Linked DNA regions of Mus musculus: all the other regions are linked to region 1. Evidence: chromatin contacts called from public HiCAR-type and promoter capture Hi-C data. All regions are on one chromosome and are shown on one strand. The core of a region is the stretch at or near the end of the contact, and the rest is flanking DNA. Distances in the headings are between cores, read along the strand shown. Region 1 holds the start of Bdh2 (3-hydroxybutyrate dehydrogenase, type 2). Region 2 overlaps Tbck (TBC1 domain containing kinase). Region 3 has its middle 31 kb from the start of Mir6380. Region 4 has its middle 5.8 kb from the start of Gm25080. Region 5 has its middle 34 kb from the start of Gm25080. Region 6 overlaps Ints12 (integrator complex subunit 12).

Region 1 (4,421 bases), core at 941-3,440:
TCTAAGTGTTGTCTTGATGAGTTAACTACTCTTGTGAGAGGGACTCAGGCTTTTATTGCTCACTCTGGCAGGGTGCCTAGTGAATCTGCTCGGTTTCAGGGACTTCCTGGAACTACTTTGAATTGTTTACCTTCCTGTTTAAGGAGCTTCCTTGCAGGGTGGAATGTTTCAATCTCAGAGGAAACTGCTACACAACAAACTTGTGTTAACAAAATGACAGGCTTTGTTTCTTACCTTTAAAGTGTCAATTTAGGGTTGGAGAAAGGGCTCAGTGAGTTGAGTGACTGTCACACAAACATGAGGACTTTCTGATCCCCAGCACCTGCATAAAGACCCAAGCATGTGCCATGTGGCACGCTAGTCAAGTGCTACTGAGGTCTGACAAGCTCATCCCTGGGGCTGGCTCTCCTGCCACCCCAACCTACTAGGTGAGTTCAGGCCATTGAGATCCTGTGTGAAAAAGCAAGCTGGGTAGCTTCCACAGAACAATACCAACTGCCCTCTGCCTTCCATGTTTACCTAAACACATACACAATTTTAAATGTTTACGTTAATCCTAAGTCATAACTCCTTGTAAAACAGTTTGAGTTTGGGGCAGGGGTCCTGCTTTTGTTCAGGATTGAAACCACATACTTCTGAAAGTGAATCTTCTTCCTTTGAGATTAGGTCTTACTATGAAACCTACTTTGTCCTCGTTAATCTCCTACCTCAGCCTCCCAAGTACAGGGACTACAGATAGGTCCCTTATTTGGGGGAGAGAGGCAGAGACAGAGACAGAAGTTAATCCTGGAGCACTCTCATAGTCATTAAAAGCAAACGCCTTTCAAAGCCCTGGCAAGTTGAGGGAAAGACAAGTCTATTAGAGCAAGGAGCACACACAGAAGTGTCTGCTGTAATAAGCTGCCGTTTATCCTGCAGGTGTGTGGCAGACGCTGGGCTTCACCTGCACACCATGTCCCCTCCTCACCACCCTGGCAGAGCCGCTGTTTCCTTCTCCTCCATATAAGAACGCAGAGCCGCTGTTTCCTTCTCCTCCATATAAGAACGCTGTAGGTTGGCCAGTTTACAGGTCCTGCTTACTCAGCTATTTCAGGGAGACATAGGATTTATGTCTTTTTATTTTTAAACTGGGCTCTTTTTTCCCCTTTGAGGGGGTCAGCTGTTCTGAATAAGGGTCTTCTGTAGTCCAGGCTGGCTGTGAAGTTCTAAGCAAACTTTGTGATGCTCTTACATCTATTTGTGCTCGGTGCTAGCACTCTGGGCTTTATACCGTGCTAGAGACTGAAGCCAGGGCCTGAGGCAGGAGCTTGAGGGAGGAACAGAAAGCACCCACACACTGAGCAGCACAGGAAGCCACCCTGTGCCTGCCTTAAAGGACCAGCTCTCTGTCTTGCTCTGCTCCGTCCAACCCACGTGCATCCAACTGACTGACTGTGAAACCCACACTTTAGGAGCCACTCAGAAAGAGGAGCAGAACCCAGAACCTTCTGGGAGGCATCACTTTTCTCTTCAAGAAGGAAGCCCTCAGAAAGTACAGCCTGCGTCCCCAGCAGACCTGCATGGCTGGCCAGCCCAGGTGACAAAGGAGGCTCGCAATCTGATAGCTTTGTTTTGTAGCCTTTGCAGTGCCAGAGCCCATGGCAAAGTGTGCCAAATGTGTCGAGCCCCTGGATTTATGCAGGACATTCACACATGACCTCCATGATCACTGTGACACTAGCCAGGTTAACTCACAAGTCTCCGACCCAGCCAAGACCTAGCCCTTTCCTCGTGGCTCCTGTAGTCTTCAACCAACTTGATTGCATGATATTTTGCTCTGTTCATTTCAAGATTCCCATCCTAGCTGGGTGTGCTCCTCGGCTCAGGCCCAGTGCACTCAGGATGCCAGCATTCTGCAGCTGAGGGATTAACGTCAGAAACAAGACTTTAGCCCCAAGGAAGTTTTCTTTTCCCCGCTCAAAGCAATCTGGGTTAAGAGCTAGGAAGACCAGAGTATTTAGTGCCTCGGGTCCCTTGTGTGTTTTCCAGCAGCCTTCCACCTTCCTGGCCATTGGATCTGGCCTGCTAAGTAACTTGCACAAACAAAAGACAGGCCTTTGTTTGGCGTTCACAGTTCCACGTTCTGATCACTAGATGGCAGCATGGACACATCTAAAGTGCACGGCTGTGGCAAACACTTCTTAAAAGCTTACTTAACAGGCATTAGCAAAAGGACTCGGAGGGGACCTGAACTCCACCTCCCAGCGTGCATTAATCAGCATGTGACTTCTCCTGCGCAGAGATCTGAAGTTTGTCTCCTGAAGGAATCTGGAGGACTGTGTGGACTCACTCTTCTAAAGTAAGATATTTTTTTCTAATCACTTTCGACAAAACTTTTGGGGACTGAGAGTTGTAGCTTGTGTTGCCATCTTCTCCATATCGCCGAGTTGAAGATGCATCTTCAGTTAGTGTGGGAGTTGGGAATCCTCTTGTATTTATTAGAGTTTGAAAATAGCCAAAGAAAGACAACTGTTCCAGTATCTGTCCTAAGTAAACTGGCTCGTGAAAATATTTGGAATTCCAGAAAATACTCTGAGCCTTTTTCTAGTAAAAAGAAATTTAGGGTTTTAGTACAATCTTTAGAAGTAGGAAAGTCATTATGTTAAGAGTGGGTTAAGTTTACAATTTCTGGACGTATTCCCACTCTAAACCCCACCCTGTTACCCCCCCTCCCCAAAAAAAAAACAAAAACAAAAAAACAAAAAAACCCATGTTGCCTTGAGACTGCTTGGAGGTCAGCTGGAGAAAGGTTTAGAAGTAAACAGAAACTAAATTTTGTGCCTGGTTGCTTCTGGGTGGTCTCGGGGGTCATGGAGGTGCTTAAGAGAGCACTGAGCAGGTGCCTTCACTGATTCTCAACCTGTGGGTCGCGACCCCCACGCCTAGGTTCTATCTAATTAGATATTCTGAATGTCAGGTGTTTACATTATGGTTCATAACAGCACCAAAATTACAGTTGTGAAGTAGCAACAAAAATATGGGTCACCACAACATGAAGAACTGCGTTAAAGTGTCGCTGCATTAGGACGGTTGAGAACCAGGGCTTTGGTGGGCGAATACCCAGGGTCCCTTAGTGAAGGCCCTGGACTGTGAGTTTCTTATGCTGTACTCAGGGTCGGGGGAGGCAGGGACGGCTCATCCCTTCCTAAAAGCACAAGTTAGCTTTCTCTCAACTCCTACCACACTCTAAGTGAAATTTCTCTCTGCGTGCTACTGGTAAAAAGCAAAGCAAAGCGTACTGCATCAGAATTGGGGAGACGCCATGAAGCCAGATCCTGTTACCCAGCATGTGCGCATGATTGGATCACAGAGTGGGGGTCATCAGTTGGCTTCAGAAGCCCCTCTTACCGTGTGACTGTGTCGGGCTGGATCTCAGAGGAAGGCTCTAATAGGAACCTAACAGGATGGCTTTTATTAGGGGAGATACTGTTGTGGGAGAAAATGACAAGGAACCAGGTGACGATGGGAGAGACTTCAGATGGATCGAGGCAGGGAGAAGGCAGAAGTGGATTTGGGGGTGGGGGCACCCTGAATGCTTCCTTCAGTAGGGTGGGGCTGGGGACCCTAAGGAGGCTAGGGAGAAAGAGTTCTGTACGTCATCCATCACGGTCTGCTCCAGGGTGGGAACAAAGAACAAAGGTGTCCTCCGGGTCAATGGAACCTCAGTCCTGCTGGAGGTGGGAGACTGCAGCATTCTCTTGAACCTGTGATTGGAAGGCATTGTATTGATATGATGATAGCTGACTTAGCCTCACCCTCACAGGAGACCAGGCTCTGTCTGTCATCTGTGAAGCACTGCCCACCCCCACCCCCTCCCCATCCCTGCTTCCTTGCCAGCTACTTCTAGACAACTGCACCCATTTCCTGATCCCAATCCCTAATGGCCACTGCCAGCTCCGTTCTGGCAAATCTGAAAATCTCCCATGCTTTCCCCAACTCTTTCAGTGCCAGCTGCGGACATGAAGACCTAGCACTACAACCCCTGGAGTTAGGACCAAGTATGGAGGACTGGAAAGTCGAAAGGGTACAGTGGGGATGCGGGGGCAGGGAGCACAGCTATGGGAGGAACAAAAGCAAAAACACCTAACAGCTTACCTAGAGAACAGGTCAAGTCAAAGGAGAGGACAAAGGGGGTGCTGGAGAGAAGGTCCATCAGTTAAGATCTCTAACTGCTCTGCCAAAGGACCTGGGTTCAATTCCCATCATCCATGTGCCGCTCACAACTGTCAGTAATTCCAGGGGCAGGAGATCTGACACCCTCACACAGACACACCTGCAGGCAGAACACAAAGGACTTGCTAGCTGTCGACCCCAGGCACCCCATCCAGCCAAGATGGCGTCCCGGGTGCTTTATTGAGGGTGGATGGGCAGAAGGAATGTCA
Region 2 (4,421 bases), core at 1,191-3,690, 2.5 Mb before region 1:
ATATATGCAAACAGATAGTAACTCAGGGTCACTGTATGTTCTTAGAGTTAATGAGAACCCGGGAGTTTTGTGTTTGTATTTCATTGATCAGTAGCTTTTGTGGCATGTATAGTCTGATAACAACTATCTATACATAGTGGCACAAGTTCCAGGGGTCTCAGAAAGCATGATTTGGAGTTCAAGGCCAGCCTGGGCACTATAGAGAGGCAATGTTACACACGCGCCCGCGCGCACACACACACACAGAAAAATTTAATAATGTTAGCTAAAATCATATATTTGAAAAAACCTGTTTCCCTCAAAACAAGAGAGTGCATTTGTTTTATATTTTTTGTCTCTAAATTAAAATGGTGGGATTCTTGTAACCACTTCTGTGTTCAGTTTGTTGTCGCTCATTGTTTCAGTTACAAAAGTGTTTTAAGCTTACTAGGAATGTGCAATCTGAAACCATATCAGTGAATTTTTGATCCTGTATTCCATTGCAGTCCATTAGTCTGCTTTGCACTTCTAGTGTCTTTTTCACCCATGCATGATATTGTATTGTTATATGTCAGTAATTTGCAAAATATTTATTAAGTGAGTATGAAACATTTTATTATACAAAATCCAAAAGAAATCACATTTGTTAATGTCATCACTGTTCATGTAACAAGTTTAAACAGGGAGGTAGCTCAGAGTGTACAACCGAGAAGACCCAAGTTTATCAAACACTCACTCAACTGCTAGCTGGGCATGGTGACCCCTCTGCGATTGCAGTGTGTGGGGGGCAGAGACAGGACATCCTATAGTAATCTAACCAGCAAGCTCTGGCCTCAAGTGGGAGCCTGCCTCAGTATATAAGGTAGAGACCAACTGAGGAAAAGACCAGTGCCAACCAGGAGCCTTCACATGCATATCTATCACAGACTTGAACCCCTACACAGTCATGCATGTACCAGACAGCAGTCTTGTAGTGTTCTTTTAAGTTTTATTTCATTTTTAGTTATATTTCTCTGTGGAAAGGTACGTGCATGTGTGTGTGTAGGCTCTTATGGAGGCCAGAGTTGTTGGGTTCCCAGGAACTGGAGTTACAGGTGGCTTTGAGCTGCTGAAGGTGGTGCTGGAAATCAAATTCAGCCCCGCTGGATGGGCAACAAGCTCTTAAGTGTTAGCCTATCTCTCTAGCCCCTTTTGTAATATTATAATTTTCATCTCAGCTCAAGCTGTTTCTTGAAATAACAAGCTTATTTTGCTCATTTTTTTAAAAAAAATATTGATCAAATACCCAAGCTTTAAAGTATTATTTGCCTGTCATTCTTTCAAGTAAAAATAGTATCTCTTGAAGAAAGCACCTTGTAGTCTCATAGCTCAAGCGACTATCCAGCTCCCCCACAGTTTAGACCAGAGCATAGTTTCCTGCCTCCTAAGTCATCTCACAAATTGTTAGGGAAGAACTGTAAAGGACCCATAATTGTACCCCTTACAAACATAACTGTTCTACCTTGGGCCATTGTCATGATTTCTGCAGTGCTGTCCACTCATGCCTTTGCACTATTAACATAAACCTCAATCCAGTGAAAACAGTGACTGGAGCCTAAGGATGCCATGCTCACACTTTTGAGAATTTATATATCATACTTGTGAGACAGACTTACAGACTGGGAGAGTCCTTATGAATTACCCTGGCATTCTCTTTTCTGTCTCCTCCACACTTCCTGCTTCCATCGTGTGTCAGGGTACAAGGAAGTTCCTATCCAGGTGCATCTGGTTCTCAGCCTTGCTGCTTGCAAGGCAACCTTAGAATAACAAATCTCGTTCCTGTGTTGTCTTGTTACTCTTGTGTTTTTAAATACAATTACAAATAGCTTATTGGTAATGATAAAATAATTCCTATGTGGCTAAAATAAATGCAACATAATTCTACTGAGATCATTAATATTTTAAGAAAATACAGATTTATAAAAGGTGCCATATCTCTGATTTCAAAGAAGAAACAACTATCATTTTCAGATAATCAACAGTGTAGTGAAATCCTTAGGACCCAACCTGCTGCTGTTTCTCCAGCATTCTACAGCTCTAGTGAGCGCTTGCCAGTTCTTGCTTGCTGTTGCTAGGGGGCAGCATTTACTAAGCTGACAGCTACAGACAAGTACATTGTCAGGTCAGGCTAACATTTGCGATTGGACGAATACTCAAAAAATGTATAACTTTTTATTGGTTTTAGCATCTAACTTAGAAAAGTAACAGAAACTATGTGTATTTTTATATTTATAGCCTAATATTTAAACACTTAGAACCATTAAAAAATAAAATCTTTCTATTGTTCAAAATTATTTCAGTATTAGTTCATATTCTTAAAACTGTAAAACAGCTTGAGAAATTATGTAAGGCAATATATATAAAGTACTCTGGGCCTCACAGAACAAGTCTTGTCATACAGCTACTTGGGAGGTTGAGGCAAAAGATGCAAAAGTTCAGGACTTTCCTTTGTTACAGAGGGCTTTGGGCCTAGACAACTTAGTAAGAGCCTGTCTGAAACTAAAGGTAAAGGAAGGCTGAGGATGTTCTTGAAAGACTCGGGCCTTGGCGTCAATCCCTAAGTCCAAGCTTCCCCTTCCCTCTCTCAGCAAGGAAGGAAGGAAGGAAGGAATTTAAAATGGAAAAGGGACATAGAAAGAATAGAGGAATTGTGTCTCACGTATCGTTATTACATGTCTCTAGTCTCAGTTGTGTCGCTAAGAGGCATCTCGTGCGTGCGAGGAATGCTGGTAACAGTGCCTGCAAGTCTCTGCCTTATCACTGCACATGCTTCCCGCTACTCGAGTAAACTCTTTAACGCACCTGTCATCACCTGTCATCAATGCGTGCGTCTGTAGAGCTCGAGGTGGGGACACTTCCTGTGCTTCCTGCTGCTTAGTGTGATAATGTTCTTCCGGACAGAGTAGTCAGCATGAACTCCTTTCCTCGTCCTTTCTTGCTTCTTTGAAGACTTCTCAGGAGGGCATGATCTCAGGAGCCTTTGCTTCTGTACTCTGATAGCTCCATTGTGTGCTTCCTTCATTGTTCAAACAGATATTTGGTTGCCTCTATACCCTGAATACATTAAAGGACAGGGGTTAAAAAACGTTTTCCCTCATGTTTTTGTGGAAGTATATGATAAAAAGTGATGGGGCTGGAGAGGTGGCTTGGCAGTTGAGAACTCCTGCAGAGGACCCAAGTTCTCTGCCCAGTCCTCACATGGTGACTCAGAGCCTGTCAACTCCAGTACCAGGGATCGGATCCCTCGGCTTCCTGTGGTGCACATCACTCATCCTTCTTAATAGAAATATAAAAGGTTAAAAGGCAAGGAAATAAAAAATCGTTTACAATGCCCATTTGCTAATAAAAGCCATAGTAAATAAATAAATAAGTAGATATTGTGAAAAAAGATATAAAAAATAGACAATGTGATATATTCAGTATATATTGGTAAATTCTAGAGAAATGAAGAACTGAATTTGGACATATGTGTTAAGTGTTTGAATGGAGGAAGAGTTGAATTTTTAAATGAGATTGCCAGGAAAAGCTCTCAGGAAAGGTGGTTTGAAGTCAGTTCCTTATAAAAATGAAATAACAAGCAAGCAACAGCAAGCTCCAGCCTGGGTGGGAGGGATACACTAGAGATGTTAAGGGAATAGCCACTGTGAGTGGAGCATGGTGAGGCCACATAGCAGGAACTGAAGGGGAGAGCATTTTGAGTGTTATACATATATTATCACCACTGGCTTTATTTCATCATCACAAAGAAACAAGATGCTTTTGAATAGAATGGTGACCCATGGTGTAACATAACAAGATCACTCTGACATCTCATTGGCTGAAATTCAAGAACAGATAAGGATAGAGTGTCGTAGATTAGTCATAGCTATGGAGTAAGTGGGTGTGTGATGGGGTGGCTTCAATCTGGATTTAGCAGTAGAGGCAGGAGAAGTTTTCGATGTTCACAGATTAGTTGGAAGGTAGACGAGCAAGACTGCTGGTGACAGATACATGGTGTTTTAGAAGAGTGCACTCAGGAACAACTGCAAACCTGTGCTCCAGCAAGTGGAAGGATAAGGGGTTCTTAACCCGATGTAGAGATGTATGTTTGGAGTTACAGAGTATGGAGGAAGTCTCGGGGTCAATTAACGGTAGTTGATTGATAAAAAGACTATAGACAAGCAGAAAGACAAATAGACAGAAATGTTTCTTATATGTGTTAAAATATAAATTGGCATTTTAAAATGTGAGCTTGGACTTTATGAGGGAAGACTTGGAGTAGAACTAAAATATGCCAGTCTTCATACTAAAATTAGTATTTTAAGAAAAATGGGAAATTAAAGTTTCAGGGAACCGAGCTGTAATGGTTCTGTGTTTAAAAGTCAAAAGGGTGAAAAGGAACTCAGGGAAAAAACAAAAGCAAA
Region 3 (4,421 bases), core at 518-3,017, 2.5 Mb after region 1:
CAGCGGCAAAACCCTATCTGAGACAAAAGTAAAGACTTGTTTTGCCACACAGTTTGAGGGACTGCCCACAATGGCAGGCAAGTGTAATGTCAGGGCAAACGTGAGGTGACGTCACATTGTGTCTGTGTGAAAAAAAGCCAAGAGAGATGAAAGTTCTGCTCTGTTCGCTTTCTCCTTTTGGAAGTTCAGTGTTATTTTATGTGCCTGAGTGCTTTGCCTGAGTGTACACATGGGCACCACTGGCATACAGAGAATCTAGAAGAGGCATTAAGTCACCTGAAACCAGAATTACTGGCAATGTGAGCTGCCAGTATGGTGGCAGGAAGCAAAGTCTGACCGTCTGCAAGAGCAGTAAGTGCTCTTAACTGCTGTGCCCTCTCTCATCCCCGACACACACACACACACACACACACACACACCCAGGCTCCAATTTCTCCTTTGTGTTCAATCAGATCCCAGCCTATGGGAGAGCTGGACATACTCAGGGTAGTCCTTCCCATCTCACTTAAACATTTCTGGAAACACCCTCACAGACACACCCAAGGGTGTGATTCTAAACCCAGTCAAGTTGACAAAGAAGCTGAACCATCACCACTGTGAAGATTTCACTCACAGGCAAGTGACTAAAAACTACAGAGCATGGGATTTGACCACCGGTCCTTCTGGTTCTAACTCGGTCCTCACTGGGCTCGGCTCGCTGCACTGCGCCTCACTTTCTAGTTTGACTTTGAGGACTCTGACCAAATGGACTATTCATAGTTTTACATGAAGCTTTTCAAGAATGAAACAAAAATCCCTGAAGGTGAAGCAGCTCCTGTCAAAACAGCAAAAGAAAGCCTGAAGGAAAAAAAAACATGTATTAATGCCCCATAGGACATTAATGGCTCTCTGTCCGACTTCGGAGTCATGGCACCTTCATGAGGTGCTTTGGTCTGTGAAGTGCCTACAGTTTGATTTCTTGGTTTATGCTTTTAGTGCACGGACTTCATTTACTTATCTGGGATGTGGGCTTAAGCTGAAGAAGTCTGGGATGCAGGCAGTGGGCCCATCGCCGTTCTGAAAGCATCATTGAATTCTGACTCACCATTTATAGACACTGCCCTGGGCACTGTGTCACTCCCCTCACACCCCATGTCCCGGGTCACTATACCCCTTTTTGGTGCCTGCAATGTGATGACGAGCCATGTCATCAGATAAACTGCTCTCTTCTCTTCATTTACTTGATGTAAATACAGCCGGTGGATGTCACACCAATCAAACAACGCCCGCCCTTCGGCTAGCCAGTGCTTTTCTGCTACTTTGTTGTAAGCACATTGGACCCTCTGAGTCAGGCAAGATACATTGTAGACAACTGCTGGTTAACTCACATCTGAGTGGTTAAATTTAGACTTTATTCTACTGTCCTGAAAAGGGCTAGTTCCCCTTGGAATGTGGGTTTTGTTCCATTCTTGCCAAGTTTCCTGTAAAACTTTTTTTTTTGTTTTGGTTTTGATTTGTTGTTGTTGATGATGGGATGTTTTTGTTTGTTTGTTTGTTTGGGGGGTGTGTTTTTTGTTTTGGTTGGTTGGTTTTGGTTTTTCGAGACAGGGTTTTTCCTTATAGCCCTGGCTGTCCTGGAACTCACTCTGTAGACCAGGCTGACCTAGAACTCAGAAATTGGCCTGCCTCTGCCTCCCAAGAGAGAGGCAAGCCGCACAGGTAGCAGATCCCAGACTGTGGTTCTGGGACTGGCCAATGGAGGGCTCCACGGGCCAATTGCAAGCTGTCTGACTGAAGGCTCTGATCTCTCTCAATGTCTCTGCTAAACTGAGCATTTTTAACAACTTCGTACAGTCGCTGTGAAGCATACAGCGCATATTAGTATTTCACATGTGTTCCTTTCCTTCTCTTCTACCCCAGCCCCAACCCCCAAAATTAACGTTGCCAATTAAATTTGCCAAATAAGGCAAAGGCTACTGAGGTCGATTGCAGCTGCAAGATTAAGTCTCTCTGTCCCACCCAAGTGCTTAAGAAGTGTCCGGCACAATCCAAACTCCAAAGGATGTTAAATGCTGTTCCCCTGCCACCCACTCTAGCCGCCAGGGCCCCAATGCACATTAAAATAAGATTAGGGCAATGATTTAAGCTGAAAATTGGGCTGCCAGAGAAAGCACCGGCCTCACTCCTGGGGGATTAACTATACCTATGGGTACAGAGGCAGGCGCCTCCGGCTAGCTGACGTCAGCGCCCCCGGGTTGTTTTTGCCCCCCGCAGTGTGGGAAGGAATGGGAGTGGGGAGGATGCCGGAGTGCAGTGCCTCGCCAGCGCTAACATAGCCCACTGGCGCCCTCTCGTGGTACTCAGTCGAGTTGTTTCCTTTAAGAAAACAAAGCCAGGAGCCTCCGAATAGATAACTAATGGGACTTCCATACTTGTCCTCCTTCTCTTCCCAGGGTATGGAGAGTTTCCCAGCACGGTCACGGTCACAGAAAGCTGCTGATGAGAGAGTACTGGTACTGCTTTGTGGCAGACCTGAACAAACATCCAGTTTAGGAAGTGATAAGGACTTCAATATTTGGAGAGAGTTCTGGAATGTTCTTAGCAGTCTTCACAAAGAAAGCAGACTGCAGCAGAGGAGAGAGATTTAGACTGCCCTCCGTGAGCCAGCTTCTCATGGCGACAGCCTGGCTGACACTGCAAATGAGGCCCTGTGTTAGATCCACTCCACAGACTTAAGACAAGGCGTGGACCAGAGTCTCCAACAGCCTTGCTCAACAACAAAACAACAAACAGGAGGCAGTTACAGCTCCCGCCTTTCTACTTCCTGTGTCTATTTCACGAATCATGCCGAAAATAAGCAGTTAAGCTCTATCGTGCTGAGGAATAAATAATAAATGATTCTGACTCGACAGCAGGCAGATCTGGAGAGGAGAAATATTTTGTACACGCTGCCTTACTTCAGCAGGTGAGAGGAAGAAGACGCGTTCTGCAGACCTCCACCTGCCAATGAAGCACTGTGGTTCACAGGAGACAACATTCACTCACATCCCAACACAACCAGAAACATACACACACGTGTACACACACACATACATAGACACACAGTCATACACATCACACACACAGACACACACAGACACACACAAACATATACACACACATACACACATGCATAAACACACAGTTACACATACACACACAAACATATACACACACATACAAACATGCATAAACACACAGTTACACACATACACACAAACATATACACACACATACACACATGCATAAACACACAGTTACACATACACACACACCAGAAATGTAACTTGGTAATGTTTGATTAAGGAAACAGGAAGCCATTAGCTATCTCTGAACTCTGAGCTCCTGTTACAAACCACCACATCAACAAACTGAACGAGTATTTATTTGTTCACTTATTTATTTTGAAACATATTGGTTCCCTGAAGCCCAGTCTGGCCTTGAACTCCTGGTTGTCCTGCATCTGCCTTCTGAGTTCTGTGCATTCATACCTAAGCCACCACACATAACAGGTGTATATGTTTTGTCACAGAAAGCAGGGAGTTCAGTCCATCATCAACAGCCCCATCCTTCAACCAGTTATAGGCAGCCTCCTGCACTGGTTTGCCTTCTGTTGATATGATAAAACATCAAGCAAAAAAAACAAGTGGGGAAGGAAAGTTTTACCTTACCACTTATAGCTCACCATGAAGGAAACTCAGGGTAGAAACTAAGGACGACCCACGAAGACAAAGGGAGCAGAAGAGCAATCGGGGCCTGGATGGCTGTGAACTTCTGGGACTTAGCTTCAGAGAGATAGCTCATCGTATTGCTACAGGGGTGAATTATATAAGAGTTCTGAGGGTTGCCTACAGGAAGAGCTGATTGGTCACAAAACAGCACCGAATTATCATCTGGACAAGAAGAAGAGCCAAGACTCGTGTACTGAATCACAAATCACCTGCAGGAGACTCTCGGCAAGGTCGTCTCAGAATAAGACATCTGAGCTGAGAGATGCTCTCCCATTAAGGCTGGGCAGAAAAGAGGAAATCCCACTGAGAAAGGGTGTCCTCCATGTGCTGACCTTGGAGAGCTCTCTGGACATGATGGACTGAGACCTTAATAAAAGGGTCCTCCAGCAATAGTCCAACACCTCAGTTTCATGTTTCTAATCTCCCAAGACTAAAGGAGATGATTACTGGAGGGGGATAGTAGGGAGGGTGGTATTTGCTTGCTTTGAGACAGGGACTCACTCTGTAACCCTGGATGGCCTGAAACTTGCTATGGTAGACCAAGCTGGCCTTGAGTTATTGAAGATCTGCCTGCCTACTTCTGCCTCCTGAGTGTGGGGATTGAAAGTGTGCAGTATTCCTGTTGCTTTTAAGACACTCACTCTGTGGCTAACTTTAAAGGCAATCCTAGGA
Region 4 (4,421 bases), core at 1,306-3,805, 2.4 Mb after region 1:
AAGTTTGAATTAGTGTGTTTTGCTTTGTTCCCTGGCCATGAGTCAGTGGGGATAAGGAGAGGGAAGTTAAGGCTTTAAAATGATGTGTTTGGGTGTTAGCATTTCTTCTAGGCTCCGCCCAACAGTTACCTAGCAACAGCCAGGTAGGTCTGGCTTGCTATAAAAGGGACTGTTTGGCCTCTCTTCACTCTGCCCCCTTTCTCTCTCTGATTCCATTCTCTCTGACTCCTTTCTCCCTCTCTCTCCTTTCCCCTCACTCCCCTCTCTCCATATGTTCCCCAGCTGGCCTCTCGCCTCTCGGCCTCCTCCTCCTCCTCCTCCTCCTCCTCCTCCTCCTCCTCCTCCTCTTCATCCTGGTCCTCCCCCTTCCTCTCCCCCTCCCCCCTCTCTCCTTCTCTGCCCATCTCCTTCTCTGCCTCTACTCCTTCTCAACCCCATTTCCCATGCCTCCAAATAAACTCTATTCTATAGGAGACGAGAAGTGTCCGTGGCTGGGACCTTGGAGGGAGAGGATGTCTCAGCACCAGCCTGCTGAGACACCCCTCCCTCTGCACCCTACTACACGCTACAAAACATAACGTTGGCTTTACAAAACATATCAAAGCTGACAAGGGGTGGAGGTGCCAAGATTAATACCATCAACTTCCTAGCCACCTAGGAAACAACCCCCTAGGCATGCCTTTGAGGACAATCTCCATTAGGTTAACCTGGGGCAAGCCTGTGGAGGACTGTGTAAGCTGAGTGAATTTAGACAGGAAGACCCGCCTGGGAAGTGAGTGGAACCATTTCACGAGCTGAGGATATCAACTAAATAAAACAAAGGGAGCAAGCCCCAGCATCTATGGCTCTCTGCTTTCTGACTCAATGTGGCCAGATGGTGCTCCTACTGCCAGGGCTCCCCCTGCATGACCAACGGTCTCCTCAAAGCATGAGGAAAATAAACCCTTTCTTCCTCAAGTCGTGTCTTACACAGTGTTTTGTTACAAAAGAAGAAGAATGACTAAACAGCTTAATCCTGGTGGTTGATAAATAAAAATGTACTTTCGATCTAAGAGATTTAGATTAATTAATGTAACACAAAAGATAAAATAAGACAGTTCTTAAGTCTTAAAACATCATTTTTCCCACAGAACTATGAAATACTTTTATGGAACTGATGATAATGTTATGAGGGTTGTAAAGATGATGATGAAGAAGGAGGAGGAGGAGACATTGGTGGTGGTGATATGGGGGGTGGGGAGTGGTAGTGGTATGGGTGGCTAAAATACAAGTCTTCATGGCTTCTTAAGCTTATTATTCTATTATCTGCATAACTGCTGATGAACAAAACTCCCTGAGTACAAATGATTCCATTGCTGCTTTTACACAAATAATCTTGCTTTAAAAATTACTTCTCTGTTAAATATTGATCACAGTGCTAACCTTGGTCTCTCACTGCATTCTAGGATTCATTAGGCTATCTTGAAAAACTAGTGGAATTGGCTCTGTGTGTGTGTGTGTGTGTGTGTGTGTGTGTGTGTGTGTGTGTGTGTGTTTGTGTGTTTATTGTTAATAAGTTTAATATTTCCTGGCAAGAGTTCCAGCCATGGATTTTGATCAGTATGGAAATGCAATTTTCCACTGAAACAAAGAAGCACAAGCCACATTCTGACTAGGCTTCTTATTCTAGGTACAGTCTTTATTCACAATCAACAAAAGGGGATCAGAATACAAATGCACGTAATCAAATGTTGCTTTAATTTTCAGGAGAGAGAAAGCTTGTACACTTGGCTGAATGCTTCAGTCATTTCCCAATATTCACAGGAAACTTAATGAGATCCCAACGATGAATGTGAAGATAACGGTCAACATAATTATGGCTATTATGCCAATTATTTCTTTTCCACCTCCATGTGAGAGAATAAACATTATGGTGTTAGTAATTTTTAAATTGAATTCAGTCAACAAATGCTTATTTCACAACGTCAAGAAAAAGACATTGCAGGCATAAGATGTGTTTCCAGGGATAATCACTCACTGGGCTTGAGAAGAAGAAAAAACAAACAAACAAACAAACAAACCCGACAGCATTCTACATAGCTGTTGTGTTAACCCTCTCCTTTGCACTGAGTGTTCACAGTAAGGAGGTCACTGCTGGTCACATCTGAGAAAACATGGCCTTCACAGTGTGGGACCTGAGGCACTGGGAGAAATTAGCCAGATCACAATCTCCCTCCACTTCTAAAATTATTTTGAACTTCGTGCATGTGTACGGTGTATTTTTATCATATCCGCCCACAGTCACCCCTTCGTTCTTCCCACTGAACGTATTCCCAGCAATCCCTCGTCCTATGCCCCAGCCTTTTTTTTTTAATCTTTACACAAGTCATTTTTCAAGATTTTTTTTAAAACTGACGCTTTAGAACAAACCAGATTTGTCTAAAAGTGCCAGAAAGAAAGAATTGGAGACATTTAAAAGTTCTGTCATCGTTCCAAACGAAATGGCTGAGGTTGCCTGTAAGTGTTTGAGCTATCTAAACACCCACAGAAAGTTCTAGGGGGTGAAGTAACCACAGCAGTTGGCCATTCTGCCTACAAAATGCCAGGCAATTGTTTTCTCTTGCGTTTTAAATTACTATTCACTTATCTGTTTTTGCTAAATGTTGGGTCCACTTCAGACTTTCCTGAGCAAGCTTCGAACAGTAATGTTTGAAGAAAGAAATCAGAAAACTCTTCCTATGTGTGAGTGAAGACAACATTCCCTAACAGAAAGAGAATCATATTAAGAATAAAGTATGGCAGTTTGGCCCAATGACAAACCCCCAGCAATAAGACAGAAAGATTTAAACAGGGCCAAGAATCTGCCATGTTGAATATAAGACAAATGAGAGCGGGAGTTTCTGTCCCCTGTAATATACCACCAGCCTTGGTAAGGGACTGGGGGAGGGTAGGGGGCAGATAGATTGACCTAGGAACAGGAAATAGAATGGATATAGGAGGAAAAGGGTGTAGAATGGGAGGATCAAGTGGGGAGGGGGAGGGAAGGAAGGGATGGGGGAGACTATCTGAAAGAGACAGTTAAATTGAAGGGCCATTTGGAGGGTGGTACGGAAACCTGATACAGTAGAGCCTTACATATATGAAAGAAACCTAAAAGAAGCCACCAAACAATAGGGAAAGCAGAGCTCCAACTGAGGTACTGGGTTTGAGTTACATCTAATGGAGTTGTTAGCCAAAGTGGGAACCCCTAAACAACCCAAGCTGTTACCAAAACTGTAGGTTACTCTCCACCAAACTAATGGCAAGATCCTGCTTGTAAGACAACAGCTACACAGCTCCTTGAACACAGAGAATTTCCCTGGTACCTACAAAGAATGCTCCAGTGTCTTTGGTTAAAAAAGAAAAAAGAAAAAAAGACACTGTACTCTCTACGAAAGGAGAAATGTGAATATCAACCCAGCCACAGCCTCAAACCCTTTGATATTCAAGGATGTCCTGCCTCTATGTGTGTGTGTCTGTGGCTTTGTGGGTGTATGTCTGTGCCTGTGTGTGTGTGTATGTGTCTGTGCCTGTGTGTGTGTATGTGTCTCTGTGTCTGTGTGTGGGGGGGAGTGTTTGTTTATGTCTGTGTGTGTCTGTGTATGTCTCTGTGTGTGTTTTTGTGTCTGTGTATATGTGTCTCTGTGTCTGTGGGGGGGTTTGTTTGTGTCTGTGTGTATGTCTGTCTGTGTGTGTGTTTTTGTGTCTATGTGTATGTGTCTCTGTGTGTGTGTGTGTCTGTGTATATGTGTCTCTGTATCTGTGTGTGGGGGGTGTGTGTGTTTGTTTGTGTCTGTGTGTTTCTGTGTGTATGTCTGTGTGTGTGTGTGTGTGTGTGTGTGTGTGTGTGTTTGTGTCTGTGTGTATGTGTCTCTGTGTCTGTGTATGCGTGTGTCTTCCTCAACTTCTCTCCATCTTAGCCTTTGAGACCGTGTCTTACTGGACCTGGAGCTCTCTAATTCTGTCAGACTGACTGTCCAGCAAGGCCTGCAGATCCTCGTGTTTCCACCCCTGGAGCACTAGACTATAGTCACACAACTCCACACTCAGCCTTTTACAAGACATTATGGACCTGAACTCAGATCACGGTGACTGCCTACACAGCTTGTTACCAGCTGAGTCAGCTCCCAAGCCGCTAGACATAGGGGGTTTGTTGGGAGGTTTTCTTTATTTGTTCATATTTCTGTATTTTGTTTGTTTGGCTAGTTGGTTTGGTTTGGTTTGATTGATATATTAGTTAGGGTACCCATTGCTATGAAAAGACACCATGACCAAAGCAATTCTTATAAAGAAAATCATTTAATTGGGGCTGGCTTACAGGTTCAGAGGATCAGTTCATTATCATCAAGGTGGGAGCATGGCAGCTTCCAGGAAGGCATGGTGCTGGAGGAACTGAGAGTTCT
Region 5 (4,421 bases), core at 626-3,125, 2.4 Mb after region 1:
AGGAGGATGGCAGCTAAAGAAATGCTTTTATTTGCTTCTTTATTTGATTAGTTGGTTGTTTAATTGGTTGGTTGGTTGGTTGGTTGGTTGGTTGGTTGGGTGGGTGGTTGGTTGGGTGGTTGGTTGGTTGGTTGGTCAGTTGTTTGCTGTTTTCAATTATATGATTGGGACTGGTTTGGTTTGGTTTGGTTTGGTTTGGTTTGGTTTGGTTTGGTAGACAGATGCTGGGTATGTTGCCCAGGCTGTTCTTGTCTTAATCTTTGTGCATGTGCCCAATTTCTGGGATAATAATATGCTAGTGTTGATATCAATTGGTAATTGAGTTCCCTACTGGTTTGACCTGAAAAACATGAGTTACTAGGTTGAGACATAGCCCAACTGTCATACAGAGTTCAGTTAAATTTCTAGAGGTTCCTTATTGCAGCACAAGTAATTTTATCATAAAGAAGCTTTATTCACCAAAGATTTATGCATGGAAGAACTGCCTTTTTTTTTAACCAACATTTAAGATTAAATGGCTCTCTCTCTCTCTCTCTCTCTCTCTCTCTCTCTCTCTCTCTTTCTCTCTCTCTCTCTCTCTCTCTTCCTCTCCTCTTAGGATTGTTCCTCCTCTGCTTAGTTGTCTTGGCATGTCTCCTTCCTAGACTAGAGTCACAGTTCAGTAGAGAATACTGGCTTGCTGCTCTTCAAAATGGTTGCCAACCCACAACTGCAATTGGGTTTGTACCAGAGTTGGCAGTGTGGTCATGATCCCCTCCCCATGTTTCTCGTATAGTATTTTCTTATCACTTTGCCCTCTAAATGAGACTCACCTGCTCTCCTTGATACCTAGCATATTGATTTAGAGCCTGGTTGGTTTGCGTTTTTTGTTTTTCTTTTTTTTACCAGAATCATTCAGCATAATAGAAAAAATATCAGATCTGGCTTCCACGGGTTTTCAGGGAAGACAAATAACAAGCAACACTGAATGAAGAATAAAGATGAAGATAGCCACACTTGCTAAACATACAGAACAATTACTAGTCTGTGTCTACCATGTTTCCATGTTTCATGGCAGCAAGAAGCTACCAAAAAAATATCTTTTATTAACTTTGGCTTAATTTCCCATCCCCTTCATAGGACAGGACTATTCAATTGAAAATAACTCCTGAAAATAAAGCCAGTGTTTGCAGTTGAGTAATCCTCTCTGGACTTTGTCAGGTAATGACATATGTGTGTTTTGCATAATTACTCATATGTGGTCATATTTTATTTTCTCAAATACAGCAAACTGCATGCACTTCCCCACCTGGCTCTGTGCAAGGGGTATGTGTTAGTTTCCTCTTGACTCTATCACTGCTCAACTAAAAAGAAGTTAGTAACAATTTGAGATTATTTTTAGCTGTCTCTAATTTTAGTCAAAACAAACAAACAAGCAAAACTGTAGGTATTAGGAATTTAGCTTGGTGCTAGAAGGCTTCACTGGTAAGCAAAATATCCTGGGTTCATTCTCAAGTTCTAAAGAAAAGAAAAGAAGAGAGGAGGGAGGGAGGGAGGGAGGGAGGGAGGGAGGGAGGGAGGGAGGGAGGGAGGGAGGGGGAGGGGAAGGAGATGGAGAGGGAGAGAGAGAGAACTATACCTACAGGAAACAGGTTGAAAGAAACAATACTTTTTTTTCCATTCCATTTCTTTGAAGCAGAAGAGAACAGTCTTATTTCCAAACAGAGTTTAGGTTTTAATGAGCAGAGTGCAAATGGCAGTACCCTGCTCATCCAAACAGAGATGCATCTGCTCAGAAAGTGATTAAAAATCCGAAGAGCCCCAGAGCTTGTACAGCTTCCACCCAGCCTGGCTGCAGAGACTCTGGGACTGAGCCAAACCTTCCAGAATGCTGGCAGCCACCCTACTCAGTATCTCCCTCCAGACCAAAAGGGGAAGCAGTAAACAAACCCATCCATCACCTGCAACTGGGAAGTGCTGAGAGCCATAAGTTTCAGCCACTAGTACAGAAAACGACTGAGAACTCTCCATCCATCACCTCTCCCGCTACAGCCAGTGTAGTTCCATGCTTTGAGGACCTGTTAAAGGGGTGGAATTCAGAATACTAAGCAGAAAGAAGACAAAGGCTCCCAACTGCCCATGGGGAAGGCAAGGCAGCACTAATAGTTTTTAGTTTGCTTGTTTTAAATAGGGGCCAAGTCTACTTTGTATTTTTGTACTTTAAAAATCTTAACACAATTCTCTGGGATATTTATATTCCTGGGGGAATACAATCAAGGTTCTGTCACATGAGATGCAAAAATGGATTGTTCAGTAGCTCACTCAGTCTTTCCTTTTAAAATATTTACCAAGGGGACAGTGAGGTGGCTCAGCAGGTGACAATGCCTGCTGTTGAACCTGACAACCTGAATTAGATCCTCACACCCCATATGCTTGGAGGAAAAAACTGACTCCCACAGGTTGTCCTCTGACGTCCAGGTATGTGTATGTGCACGAGCACTCGAGCACACACACCTTCTTAGAAAAGAATGAAAGTAATTATCAATCACTTTCTTGATTCTCGTACAATTTGCTTTCTAAGGAAATGTAAGATACATAAAAGATATAGGGACATAAAACACAGTGTCTTCTACCAAAATATGGTCATCTGAAAGTGTGGGTAGGGATCCATGTGTATACTTTCCACCCTCCCTATGAACAGATTCTGTACCCCAGGTTCAAACAACTCCAAGTTGAAACTATTTGAGAAAAAGTTGTATGTATGCTAAACACATGTGTACATTTTGGGCCATTATTCCTTGAGAAATACAGTATAGCATGTACACTGCATTGGGTGTTAGGCAGTTTGAAAATCTGGAAAGATATGCCCAGATGTTAAACAAACACTGCCCCATTCGATATAAGGGATCTTGGTATCAGCAGAGGTCCTCTGTTTCTGAAGGGTGATTACACATTCAACTTTTTTTTTTAAGGACAGGAAGGTCTCATACCATGATGCATAGGTAGAGGGCAGAAAGTAACTTGTGGGAATCAACTCTCTCCCTCCACTGTGTGGGTGTTAGGGATCAAACACAGGGTGCCAGGCTTGACAACAAGTCCCTTACCTGCTGCGACATCTGTCAGCCTTTAGTGCTTACATAGTGGGCGTTATTACTTAGAATAGAATAAAAGTAACACCAGGAAGCTCCCAATAATTTGCAGGTTCTACTCAGGGTTATTGATCAGCTTCTAGAAGTTACTAACTACACATTCTTGCTTATGACTCTTTTTACCTTACTAAAAACCCCCATGAGATTTTATTGTTCTATTTTTAATTAGTTCTTAAAGGTAACTTCTGATGGGTGTGAAAAAACATTGAATACCTAGGTAGTACATAGGTATAGCCAATGCATTCTCTGTTCTATGTCAAAAAGAAAACCAGGTGGAGCTATGAACACATGAGCCAGCCCTGGGTAGTGCACACCTCTAACTTGAGTATGTCAGAATGTGGGGCAATTTGAGACCATTCTGAGCTATGCAGAGAGAGCCTGTCTCAAGAAACAAAACAAACAAAAGAGAAACCACATAGAGTTTGCTCATATCTGAAAACACTGAAAAGATGAAGGCAGTAAATTCATAAAATAAATAAACAATAATTCTCCACTCAAGCCACATATGGCATTATGTAGAAAGCTTTTTGAAAAATTGGATATCTAAACCCCACCTCAAACCAATTAATTCAGAACATCTGGCTTCATAGACTGAGGATTTGAGTGGTTGGTTTTTTTTTTTTTAAACTCCTTGAGTGATTTATCAGTATTGAGTTTGGCTTTACAAAGGGTATAACATCAGATCAATCTAAAAGACCATCAAGTGCTTCCCAGGACATTTAACCTTGAGCAATATGACTTCCCCACATAACTCCCAAGGTTGCTGTTATGAGCCATTTTGGAGGTAATTAATTCTATTATTAAGTGCATACAGGACAGGACAGGACAGTAATTGAAGGACAACAGTCAGAAATTATGAGCTCCCATCCATTTTGACAGTTTTTCCAATTCTCATCTGCTCACCCCTACACATTTGTGACAATACAGCCATATGACATACATCAATGAATAAGAATTATTCTCTGATTTAAGAGCCCCTCTTGAGGTGAACTCTTCATATCCTGACCACAGAGTTCTGAGAACAAATTACACCACATGGTATCCAACTCTAAACCGCTACCCATCAAGACAGCCCCACTTCACTTCACTCTGACCCTCAAAGTAACCTGGAAAAGCTACAGAAGCTTTAGTGAGTGGTGGGGTCGGGACAGTCAGTCTCATTTTTTGAGACCCAAAGAGACTAAGGTTGGGGAATGAACAACAAAAGCCACAAAGTAAGGTACGCAGCTCCTAGCAGATGTATGCAAGTTCTAGCGGTGAAGAGAGTTCCTGTGCAGAAAGCCTTTTGTTCCC
Region 6 (4,421 bases), core at 892-3,391, 2.2 Mb before region 1:
ATAGGCTCAGAAAACTCAGAAGCCACCACAGAAACCAGCGCCCACTGTTGTTTCTGTGACTCCAACTGTCAAGGATCCATTAGTCAAGAAGCCAGAAACCAAACTTAAACAAGAGACAACCTTCCTAGCATTCAAGAGAACCGAAGTTAAGGTAAAGTGTTTGTTTTCATCCGCGTTAAACCTCAGTGTGGCTGACTGAAGGGTAGGCTCTCATAAAACTTTGATGAGAAACTTTATTATGTGTCTGATGTTGGAAGTGAAGAACACTAATAATTAATTAGATAGGAGGGGAGCATTTATATCAGAATTTACTTTCTACACTGAAGTGTGAGGTGGTGCTAGGTTCCCAAGGTTGTAGTGCTTCATGTCTGTGCATCCTGGTTGTGCTCTACACCATCTGTCACTGTGGAGCAGCCCAGGCCACAGCGGTCATTAGAGTCAGGTGCTCAGCACAGCCACCTTGCTTTCCTGTCCATCCTTCATTGACCACTGGTCTCTTAGTCACTTTAAATAAGTTCTCTTTGGTGGAGCAGATAGTTTCATGTCTTATAGAAGGGAAAGGAGAAAAATGGATTTTTCAAACTGAAAATTAAGTTTGCCACACTGTGTTCTTTGCTTTCATTTTCTGTCACCAGCAGTGTGTGTCCCAGGAATTTATGTTTTGTAAGATGTTTTTCCTAATCAGGATATCATGAGATAATTATATAATGCTATTATAAAAATGTGGCTTTTCAGGACATGTGAACAAAAGTTTCAACTTTTCGTATCAATAAAAACCCCAAAGCACTCTTATTTTGATTGCTTTTTCTGGTGCTTAAAAGTAGTCATATACAGGCTATGTTGAAGGCAACTTTGTAAGAGCTAAAGAAGTCTTGCCTACTATTTCATAAGAGCTCAATTCTAAAATACAAATAGATATTCTAGATACTACATCACTATTTTTATACTTTATGTATTTTTCTCTTTAAATACAGACAGTCCTATATCTGACTTCCCCTTTGAATGCTTTTGTGAGCTTGTCTCAGTGTGAAGAAGGTAGACAGACTGTGAGTGGACAGAAGTCACCCTATATGCTTACAACAGCAATCAGCAATGCTTAGGGCCTCTTGTCTGTCTGTGTAGGAAGTTGATCAGAGAAGCCGAAATGTTAGAGTTGACACGTGAGCCAGGAGTGTGTCAAACCTCCCCAAAATGCCTGTGCCACCCAAGAGGCAGATGCAAAGTCTACTATGTGAAAGTTGGGGTCTATTACTATAGTTTCAATGGAAACACACTGCAAAACTGCTTTTATGAGTTCTTTTTAATGTATCCTCAGTTTACACATCTGAGGATATTTTATAGTAGAATAGATGTTGAAATTTTTGTGGCAACTTGATTATTTTAAGTGAGTGTAGAACTTCTATATAGACATTTCCTTTAACACATCTATCAATGATTGAATCTTTGTCTTAGGTATTTTCTCCTGAGTGTCTTGTGTGTAAACAGTTTTTTTTGGTTTGGTTGTTTTTTTTTAAATTAAAGTAGATTGGATTTAAAAGTGTCATGAGCTAGGTGAAACTTTGGGTGGTAAGAAAAGTGACTTGAAGAACTAAATCTGATTCTCTTCTGTCGTTTGTGACTGAATCTTAGGGCAGTTCCCAAAAAGAATTTCATGTATTTTCTCTGGAGTCATTAAAACAGTGTGGCATTCAGGAACTGCAAGTTGTGTAGCAGTCTCCCTGACTACAGAAACGCCCATGTGTTTCCCAATTCAGCTTCATAAGAACCTAATTTTGTTTTGTTGTCCATATTGTCCATGCATTACTTCTTTATATACAAGTAAGCATTTATATTCAAAGACATACAGGTGTTGATTATATTTGGCTCTAATGTAAGACTTATATTTTTTATTTTTTTTTAGCCATCCACGGTTATTTCAGGAAATTCTTCTAGTAACAACGTGTCCTCTTCAGTAACTAGTGGCCTAACTGGATGGGCAGCTTTTGCAGCCAAAACTTCTTCAGCTGGTCCATCAACAGCAAAATTGAATTCAGCAGCACAAAACAGTAGTGGAAAACCTGCTGCCTCATCCTCTAACCAGAAGCCTGTGGGTTTGACTGGTCTGGCAACATCATCCAAAGGTGGAATAGGTTCCAAAATAGGTTCTGGTAACAGCACTAGCCCCTCTGTCCCGTTGAAACCGCTTCCACCACTAACCTTAGGCAAGACTGGCCTGAGTCGCTCAGTGAGTTGTGATAACGTCAGCAAAGTGGGTCTTCCTAGTCCTAGTAGTTTAGTTCCTGGAGGCAGCAGCCAATTGAGTGGGAATGGAAATAGTGCTACAACGGGGCCCAGTGGAAGTACCACCAGCAAAGCCACATCAGAGACCAGCAGCAGTACCTCAGCATCTCTTAAAGGTCCAACTTCTCAAGAATCACAGCTCAACGCAATGAAGCGATTACAGATGGTCAAGAAGAAAGCTGCCCAAAAGAAACTCAAGAAGTAATATGGCCAGATAGATTTTTATATCATATTACTCTAAAACTTAAAAAACAAAACAAAACAAACAAAATAAAACCCTTACTGGGACAAAAGTTGTAATGTACTGTACCTTAATAAAAATCTTGATCAAATCTCTATTGTTTGTTACATTAAAATGCTAATATTATTTAGCCAAACTTGGATCTATTTATTTCAGTCTGTTTAGCATTTTTAATTTCCATAGTGTGTGAAAATAGTGATTATAATGACTGATGCATGACAAGAGCTTCAAGAAATTGATGGCGCATACAGATGAAAAGAAATGGCTCACCTGGTACCTTATGGGTGGCAGGGACAACTCAATAGAAAGTGTTCCAGCGTTTTATAAAATCTGAAATGTTCAGTGTCAGTCATTGTCCTCATGTCAGCTAGTATCTCTCTCCAATTACCTCCTCTTTTATCAAAATTAATTTTGAAAGTGATTTCCCATAGCTCCCTATCATGTCTTTAGCTCTCAACCACCCCTTATCAATTACTTAGGGCGTTATTTATTCCAGTAGATTATGAATGCTCATACAGTATACTTTCTCACGTTGCCCACTTTCCGTACCTGGCCAGTGTGTGGATATGTGCAGATATGTACATTTAATAAATGCTGACTTGGCTCATCCTGGTTGCACATTCTGAGAATCATTGAGAAGAGTATCCATTTCCAAGAGGCTTGGCAGATGGGCATTTATGACTAGTTTGCACCCAGCTTCTTCCTCATGGTGAAAGGACAAGCTGTTTTTAATACTTCAAGAACGTTTGGTGTGGTTTATCTTTGTATGAAAGAGGCTCCTACCTAATGATTAGTCCTTGAGGTTTCTGTCAGAACGTGCTCATATGCTTTGAATATTGTTAGGATATGGTTTGTCTTAAGGTTTTATGTGTTAGGAAGCATAATCCCCAATATGGCAATGGAGTTGGTGGTTGACAGGTGGAGCCTGTTGGGGGAAGAGTATGCCCTTGGGAAGGATTAATTAGTCCTCATATGTCCACTGACTAATTCTGGCCAAGAGTGGAGTTATAAAAGGCTATCCCAGAATTGACCCTTGGGCAAAATCTCCTCTGAACTCTTGCCGTGATGTGATCCTATATACATGGTCCAAGCCATTGTCTTGTAAGCTAATGAATTACCCATTAGTTTACATATATATATGTATATATGTACATACCCCAACAGAGAATACTTTCTGTATCTGACCAGTAAATGTATTATAGAAAAATAGCTTCCTTTCTTTTTTATAATCAATGAATACCTCATTATTTCCCAAAAATGAATCTTGTGATTTCCTATATTCATTGAGTCAAATTGCTTTAAATCTAATCTCAGTGTATCTTTATCCCTAGATGTTCTAACATCATTATTCTAAAAATAAATTGATAATCATTGTAAAAGAGAAAACTTTTAAATTAAGCTTGGTCTTTTTCTATGGAAGTATTTTAAACTGTTAAATAATGGCGTTAAATTGTTCATAATAAATTAGAAACCAATATTGAAATAAACTCAAAATTTAGAGATGGAATAAATATCTATTTATATACTTAAAAATGTGCCTGTAGATGTTTTTGTTTTGTGAATCACCTTTCTGTTCATTAACACTGGTTTGGTATAAACTCCATATCCCCTTTATAAAGAGTTCAAAACAGTTTGTTTATACTTCAAATGCAATTTTGACTTAACAAAATGACCTGACACAAGTTTATATCAACAGCTATTACAGTTATTGAAATTCACTTCCTTGAAGACATTAGAGAAATAATGCTTAGTACAGTTTACATATTAGCTTTGAAGTAAAAAAATTTTAGTCTCATTACAGAAAGTGTGCTGGATCTGAGAGAAGCAATTATTTTTGATATTTGTGGCACTAGTTGGAAATTTTAATGAGTTTAGGAAGTAATTTATCTTTCAGTGAATA

Evidence for each region. Promoter capture Hi-C pulls out the DNA fragments that hold promoters and counts their contacts. HiCAR-type assays count read pairs that join an accessible place to other places.
Region 2: a promoter capture Hi-C map of the HPC-7 cell line shows a contact between it and region 1, with 9 times the contacts expected there. The contact joins the enhancer-like site here to the promoter of Bdh2 in region 1. A contact is called at or near these places in 7 of 39 promoter capture datasets (the 3T3-L1 cell line, the C10 cell line, the HPC-7 cell line and 3 more).
Region 3: a contact with region 1 is called in a HiCAR-type map of astrocytes, with 17 times the contacts expected there. The contact joins the enhancer-like site here to the promoter of Bdh2 in region 1. A contact is called at or near these places in 11 of 39 promoter capture datasets (the 3T3-L1 cell line, 3T3-L1-derived adipocytes, the HPC-7 cell line and 7 more), 16 of 484 Hi-C or Micro-C datasets (B cells, CD4 T cells, CD8 T cells and 11 more), 1 of 115 datasets of contacts at active chromatin or transcription factors (astrocytes) and 2 of 9 other capture datasets (adipose tissue and liver).
Region 4: a promoter capture Hi-C map of cranial neural crest shows a contact between it and region 1. The contact joins the enhancer-like site here to the promoter of Bdh2 in region 1. A contact is called at or near these places in 5 of 39 promoter capture datasets (the 3T3-L1 cell line, cranial neural crest, liver and 1 more) and 1 of 115 datasets of contacts at active chromatin or transcription factors (astrocytes).
Region 5: a promoter capture Hi-C map of frontonasal cranial neural crest shows a contact between it and region 1, with 6 times the contacts expected there. The contact joins the enhancer-like site here to the promoter of Bdh2 in region 1. A contact is called at or near these places in 6 of 39 promoter capture datasets (the 3T3-L1 cell line, frontonasal cranial neural crest, hippocampal neurons and 2 more) and 1 of 115 datasets of contacts at active chromatin or transcription factors (astrocytes).
Region 6: a contact with region 1 is called in a promoter capture Hi-C map of the C10 cell line, with 11 times the contacts expected there. The contact joins the enhancer-like site here to the promoter of Bdh2 in region 1. A contact is called at or near these places in 3 of 39 promoter capture datasets (the C10 cell line, liver and pre-B cells) and 1 of 115 datasets of contacts at active chromatin or transcription factors (astrocytes).

Annotation. Positions count from the first base shown.
Region 1 is chr3:135,279,031-135,283,451 of GRCm38.p6, forward strand. Bdh2 (3-hydroxybutyrate dehydrogenase, type 2) reads left to right here and starts at 2,191. Exons shown (of 10, transcript NM_001172055.1): 1 at 2,191-2,338. It overlaps Gm46826 (a long non-coding RNA gene), which reads right to left. Exons shown (of 3, transcript XR_001783991.2): 2 at 4,135-4,312; 3 at 3,402-3,743.
Region 2 is chr3:132,745,136-132,749,556 of GRCm38.p6, forward strand. All of the region lies in intron 20 of Tbck (TBC1 domain containing kinase), which reads left to right. Among named protein-coding and RNA genes, the nearest start is that of Gm30294, 30 kb to the right of the region's middle. Within about 2 kb of position 2,441, at least 9 of the 459 cell types and tissues checked have an H3K27ac peak or open chromatin away from gene starts, as enhancers often do. A contact at or near this core is called in the HPC-7 cell line, where this site is marked.
Region 3 is chr3:137,750,789-137,755,209 of GRCm38.p6, forward strand. No RefSeq gene overlaps it. Among named protein-coding and RNA genes, the nearest start is that of Mir6380, 31 kb to the right of the region's middle. Within about 2 kb of position 1,768, at least 96 of the 459 cell types and tissues checked have an H3K27ac peak or open chromatin away from gene starts, as enhancers often do. A contact at or near this core is called in 3T3-L1-derived adipocytes, the CH12 cell line, adipose tissue and 5 more, where this site is marked.
Region 4 is chr3:137,707,601-137,712,021 of GRCm38.p6, forward strand. No RefSeq gene overlaps it. Among named protein-coding and RNA genes, the nearest start is that of Gm25080, 5.8 kb to the right of the region's middle. Within about 2 kb of position 2,556, at least 5 of the 459 cell types and tissues checked have an H3K27ac peak or open chromatin away from gene starts, as enhancers often do.
Region 5 is chr3:137,679,231-137,683,651 of GRCm38.p6, forward strand. No RefSeq gene overlaps it. Among named protein-coding and RNA genes, the nearest start is that of Gm25080, 34 kb to the right of the region's middle. Within about 2 kb of position 1,876, at least 36 of the 459 cell types and tissues checked have an H3K27ac peak or open chromatin away from gene starts, as enhancers often do. A contact at or near this core is called in hippocampal neurons, where this site is marked.
Region 6 is chr3:133,106,935-133,111,355 of GRCm38.p6, forward strand. Ints12 (integrator complex subunit 12) reads left to right here. Exons shown (of 7, transcript NM_027927.4): 6 at 5-151; 7 at 1,901-4,054. The coding sequence ends at 2,485. Among named protein-coding and RNA genes, the nearest start is that of Ints12, 17 kb to the left of the region's middle. Within about 2 kb of position 2,142, at least 9 of the 459 cell types and tissues checked have an H3K27ac peak or open chromatin away from gene starts, as enhancers often do.